2 separate regions of the Rattus norvegicus genome follow, and region 2 is linked to region 1. The links are chromatin contacts, called in public Hi-C maps. All regions are on one chromosome and are shown on one strand. Each heading gives the region's core, a stretch centred on a gene start, on an enhancer-like site or on the middle of the called end of the contact. The rest is flanking DNA. Distances are from core to core; before and after follow the strand shown.

Evidence for each region. A called contact is a pair of places that touch in the nucleus more often than the background predicts.
Region 2: a contact with region 1 is called in a Hi-C map of liver, with 7 times the contacts expected there. The contact joins two enhancer-like sites. A contact is called at or near these places in 12 of 12 Hi-C or Micro-C datasets (the A7r5 cell line, the Rat2 cell line, Schwann cells and 7 more) and 1 of 1 datasets of contacts at active chromatin or transcription factors (oligodendrocytes).

Annotation. Positions count from the first base shown.
Region 1 is chr2:138,449,293-138,452,144 of GRCr8, forward strand. No RefSeq gene overlaps it. Among named protein-coding and RNA genes, the nearest start is that of Foxo1, 12 kb to the right of the region's middle. Within about 2 kb of position 1,354, at least 11 of the 93 cell types and tissues checked have an H3K27ac peak or open chromatin away from gene starts, as enhancers often do. A contact at or near this core is called in liver, where this site is marked.
Region 2 is chr2:139,063,995-139,066,846 of GRCr8, forward strand. No RefSeq gene overlaps it. Among named protein-coding and RNA genes, the nearest start is that of Trnak-cuu5, 160 kb to the left of the region's middle. Within about 2 kb of position 1,452, at least 3 of the 93 cell types and tissues checked have an H3K27ac peak or open chromatin away from gene starts, as enhancers often do. A contact at or near this core is called in liver, where this site is marked.

The sequences.
Region 1 (2,852 bases), core at 104-2,603:
GGAGCACTGACCGAGCCATCTCTCCACCTCCTGTGGCCTTTTCGACCTAACTTTTCATGATTCTCAGTTTAAGAATGTATTCCCAAACACTAAGAAGGTTGCTGTCAACCAAACCCCAACGCAACTTAAATCTTTTAAGAAGTATTTAAACTAACATTTGCAATACAAATTCCTACCTTGATTATATGATGGGACAGTATTTTTTTCCCCACTTCAGGTCCTCCTGGTCATGTTTCCGAAGTTCTCGTCACTTTTTATTTAGTGACTAACTAAGTTTGTTGTGTATTTTAATTAGGTTTTAAAAATTAGGTGGCATTTTTTGGGCTCTTTTAACAGAATATTGCTGTGTGTACACATCTCAGCACGAGTTGCCATTTGGTGTCATAGGACAGCTACTGAGAGTAGCCAGTGTAAGAATAACTGTAAAATAGGATAATACAGATGAGATACCTTATTAACAAAGAGAGAATCCCTTTTAATTTTAAAAGTGAACAGGAAGATTAAGCTGTGGCCTTCTTCCTTGAGGAATATTTAACCAGTTTAAAAGAGAATTAAAGAAAAACCACACAAGAGTGAATGCAGGCCCCGGAAGCCAATGTATTCCAGTTCCCTTTAGGTAATGTAGTGTGTCTGTTGTTGTAACTGTCTGTGTGTCTCCCTTCCCTAATCTTTTTTTTTTCCTTAGAAATCTGATTTTTAAAGTTTTGATTTGTATTTTATTCATGAAATAAACAAGCCTGAAACCTTTGTTTCTTAGAGGCAACATCTTTTAGGGGAAATATATATAAACAGCCTCCTGTCCCAATGTTATTTTGTGCCTAACTGGCCACTTCTTAAGCCTTCCACCCCCAATAGCTTCCACCTTGAGGTCACTTCTGGAACTGCCTGTGACCCTGACCATGGTCCAAACATACTATGTAGTGTCTAGAAGATACTGCTGGGTCTTGTTACTAGGCCGTTCTAAATCTGTCACTAATGTATTCCCCCAGCAGCATTGGTATAACTTTGGTTTTGTCTTTTAAAATGCAGTATGAGGCGCTTGGGCAACCAGGGGATTGAGCCTGCTCTTGGTCTGATAAAGGATTCAAATTTTTTAAATTGCCTCAGTCAATGTGAATTCTGGTTCTGTTTTTTAGTTCTGGCTAAATAAATGGGACAGGCCCAGGGAGAGCTCCATAATTAAAAGGAATACACCCATTCTTGGGGAGTTTTCCTCTGGACATTAGGGGTGTTAAAAGCTGTCTTCTTGGTTTGGGAAGGCAACTTTTCCCAGTCCTTTACAGGAAGTTGGGATACCAATAGTGGGAGACTCTGCATTCTGGTTCGAGCTCTCATGAGAGTTACAGGTTTGCTTGAATAAATAAATGGCTGGCCAAGTATGTAAATGATTAAATGAGTGACGTGACGGACAAGTCTGGCCCAGAGTGTTGTTTATTCGATTGATTGATTGATTGACTCGTTGATATTTCTGTTTTGTCTGGTTCTCGCAAATGGAAGATGATTGAATTTCTGCTGGTTTTCTGGGTTCTGCCAGTAGGTGGCACCCTCTGCACGCCATTGCTAACTTTTTTTTCTTGTTTTCCCCCTCTCAAGTCAGCTCCACGCAGTGGGGAGTCCACACCCAGCCCAAGCTTTCTTAGGGCAAGGTCCCTAGGATCTCCACTCGCCTTGGGCTGCCCCTGTCCTGCCAGCGCAGTAGTCAGAGGAAACACCACACCCTCTGGGTGGGGGAGGTGGGCAGTGATTTAGAGAAAGGGCATCGCCCTTTCCTGATCTCTGTTCCTTTTTCTACTTCAGATCTGTATAACTGGAAGATCCAGACCACTACCACCATCCCTCCCTTTTTTTCCCCTCCTGATAAGTCCCAAGCCATAACTGGTAACTGCCCTCTGTCACTCACACCCATCTCCTTACGTGGGATGTTTGCCAGCAATTCTGACTCTGTTTACTTTGGCGGATAGGAAACTTAGTAGGGCAGGGGCAAAGAAGGTTTTTTTTTTTTGTTTTGTTTTGTTTTTTTTTTTTTTTGGCCTCAGCCACCGGTACATATACTGAAAGCTACTGTCTTTTGAAGCGGCTTTTCCTCCCAAACACCCCGAAACACCAGCATGCACGCAGGTTCTCAGGTCTTAGACACTGTACTTTATAATTGGAATTCAGGGTGTGGCTCAAAAACCCATTAATTTGTGTACAACTTCTGAGGTTCCTTAGGGCTCAGAAGAGTCCTGGAGCAGTTCTAAAGCATTTGTGGGGTTCAGGGGTGGGGGGTCCTTAAAATTTTATACCTCTTTTGATCCATTGGCTGCAGAAAATGCTAGGACATTAAATTTAACTTTTTGTCACTCAATCACTTCTAGACATCTACAAAAACAGAAACAAACAAAAAAGTTAGAGGGATTTACAGGAGCACAAACTCTCCGTGTACAATGGCCAGGACACTTAAGGGGCAGAGGCAAAGCCAAGAGAGTGCTGGCTGCTGCCCTACGGCTCATCTGAATTCCCCACTGCTTTACCTGCTCACGTCCAAGGGAGAGATCTTAAAAAACAAAGAAATGAAAAAGATAATAATTTAAAAAAAGACGCTAGTACAAGGGACCACAGGCACAATTAGAAACCACAACCTAAAAAGAACAGTTAACCTGAGCTACAGGTATGTGACTCACCCCTTCAAGGTGGTCCCAGACTGCCCTTTTCTTCCTTCTGAGCAGAGATGTTCATTGAAGATTAGGCACCACCGGGATTGGGGATTTAGCTCAGTGGTAGAGCGCTTGCCTAGCAAGCACAAGGCCCTGGGTTCGGTCCCCAGCTCCGAAAAAAAGAAAAAAGAAAAAAAAAAAAAAAAGATTAGGCAC
Region 2 (2,852 bases), core at 202-2,701, 610 kb after region 1:
TCGAAATAAAGGGAAATGACATGACCAGAAAAACACTGTGGGTACCTTTGTGTGAAAAGGATTCTCTGGCCCCTGGTGCAGTTGATCTGACTGTTTCATAGTTCATAACATTATTTGGAACCAGTGGGAAGGGGATGTGGCAAAGCTATGAAACCCACCACACATGCCACATGCCTCACAGCCCTCCAGTCAGCCCCTCCTCCTCCCCCAACTGCACCTTTGCAACTGTAAGTTGTAAGGGGAATGGGACCAAGTAGCTCACCACAGGTTTATCTAGTGAAGGTTTATCTTAGCCCTGATCTAACATGGTCATGATTTGTAGCCCAGGCTAGCCTAGAACTCTTGGTCTGCCTGCCTCAGCCCTGCAGATGCTCGTGTTGTGTGCGTCAACCTGGCTTAGGCTTCACTCAGTTCTCATGATCCACAAGACTCCACCTAGCCCTGCGGTTCACTGCCTAGGCTAGGCTGGTTGGTTGGTCTTGGAGCCCCAGGACGCCTGTCTCCACTTTGACAACACTGGATTACAAGGGTGAGAGCCACTATGCCTGGTTTTTTACATGGGTTCTGAGGATGTGAACCCAGGTCCTAATGATTGCAGGATCCTTACTGACTGAGCCATTTCCCCAGCCCCTGTATTTGTCACATTTATCAGGGACAGGTGGGAGATTGAAAGAGGGAACAGAATGGACAAGTGACACCTAGACTTGGGTTCGATTTTAGTCTCTGTCACTTACTAGTATAACCTTTGCTAAGTCATTTACATGCTTTACTTGTCAGTTGTTTTATGCAGAGAATATAACAACACACATGACACATGGTGCGATAACACACTTGACATGTGATGTAGCAATACACATGACACATGGTATGATTACACACTTGACATGTGATATAGCAACACACATGACACATGGTCTACAGGCTCTGGGCTCATTTCCACGTCACGAGTGAATGCTTCTGATAAAATATAATTTCTGATAGACAATGCCCTCACAATTGGCAAATACATACTTGGTTGACTATTTGACTTGTCTGTGCCAATGTTGACAATTCAAAGGAGACAACTATGCAAACCTTCATTTTGTAGGATGTGATCTCCACTGCAATAAAAATATTTTTTAAGTATCAGTTTGTATCCAAAATCTCACATTGAAAACTCCTATTGGTAATATGAAAACAAATGTTCGTACAAGTGAGTAGACATTTGTACATGCTTCTCCCAGTCCTCTCAAGAGGCACCATGGCCATGGTAGGCTGAAGGTAGAGCGTATCAGTGAGCCAGTGTACTCGATCGGGGTGACATTCCCCTCAGAGGCCCTGTTTGGCTATTTGGGTAGACATGGGCAAGCCTCCCCCAGATGCAAACATACAAGGACATGGTGCTGAGTACTGTCTGACTCTTCACGTTTCTGGTTAGTAGATGTTTCCCTGAATGCTCACTGTCCTCTCCAGCTGCAGAATTGGCTCCTGTCACTCAACACATTACAACAGTAGGATAGGTGTGAGCTTTGCACTTGCCCTCTATGACCACGAACTCGGAAGGTGCTGCAGGGAAATGGCGTGAGCTTAGGGACACCTTAGACTTAAAAAAGACTTCAAATAATCACGTATTTCACACAAGTACTTTCTAGACATTGTAAAATCTGCATATTATAAAACAACTAGTTACTGCTAAGTAGAAAAGAGCCCTCTACTTTCCACTCCAATCCCCACACCACCTCCAGAGTTACAAATGTCTCCAGCAACAGGAATAAACAAAGACAGAAGTAAACGCAAACACTCATACTCAGAGGAAAGGCACCAGGGTTGCCTTGGATAAAGCAAATAATTGCGTGTGTGTGTGTGTGTGTGTGTGTGTGTGTGTGTGTGTGTGTGTGTGTGTTTAAAAGGGTCATTGCAGAAAAAAATTATGTTTTCCCCAAAGGTATTTTTGAAAACACCCACTTATTTGAGAGCATTTTGTTATGATAGACTAGAATGGTTGAGATGTGTTCTGCTTTCCTGGAACAACCTGCAAACTAAAGAGAAAGGGATAAGCTGACCCAGTGGTATTTGGAGCCAGACAAATGTTACAAATGTTTTTCTCCCGATGTTTGGGTTTTTCAAAACCAAAAACATTCGCCTTTGCTCTTGAGTTTTAACAAGCCATTTGTATTTAGAGGGAAACTTATTCCACATGTGTTTAATATGCTTACACTCCAATCATTAGTGGGTTGGGTTATAGGTGACCAAGAACCCTGTATGTGTCTTGTGTGCCTCTTGTCTCACCACACAAGCTGGGGTTCTATCAAAGGGTCAGATTTGCCCACTGGCTTTGTAGCCTGAATTATAATTTCACAGACAAAATTCCCAAGCATTTAATTTAGTGGGTTAGTACCACAGGATTTCCAATTTCCAGAAAGGAAATAAGCTTATTAGTAAATTTACCACCAAGAAAAAAAAAATGTAAGGAACAAAGAAAGCGTCCTACGATACTTTATGTCTGGTCCACTATTGATTTTAAGTGGCAGTAGATGTGCTCTAACTACAAACCAGAAGACTCGGGTAGAGTCTAAATAGGACCTTGGGTTATCATAAATATCAGAAGAAAAGAAAGAAAACAAAATCCTACCCCCTGGCATGGTAATGGGTCCTACATCTGAAAGCCTTATTCCTATAGAGTCCTGTGGTATTTCTAAAATCACGATGTAAGGGAAACAGAATCTAGGCAGGTTGTCATCTCCACACCATGGTGTTTTCAGTTTTGGGAAGAAAGAACAGCCACTGAAGTAAGGCAGTCTGCAGACTTGTCAGAACTTCCCACTGACACCCGTAGTGGACAGAACACTAGGAACCCATGACCTTGACATCGA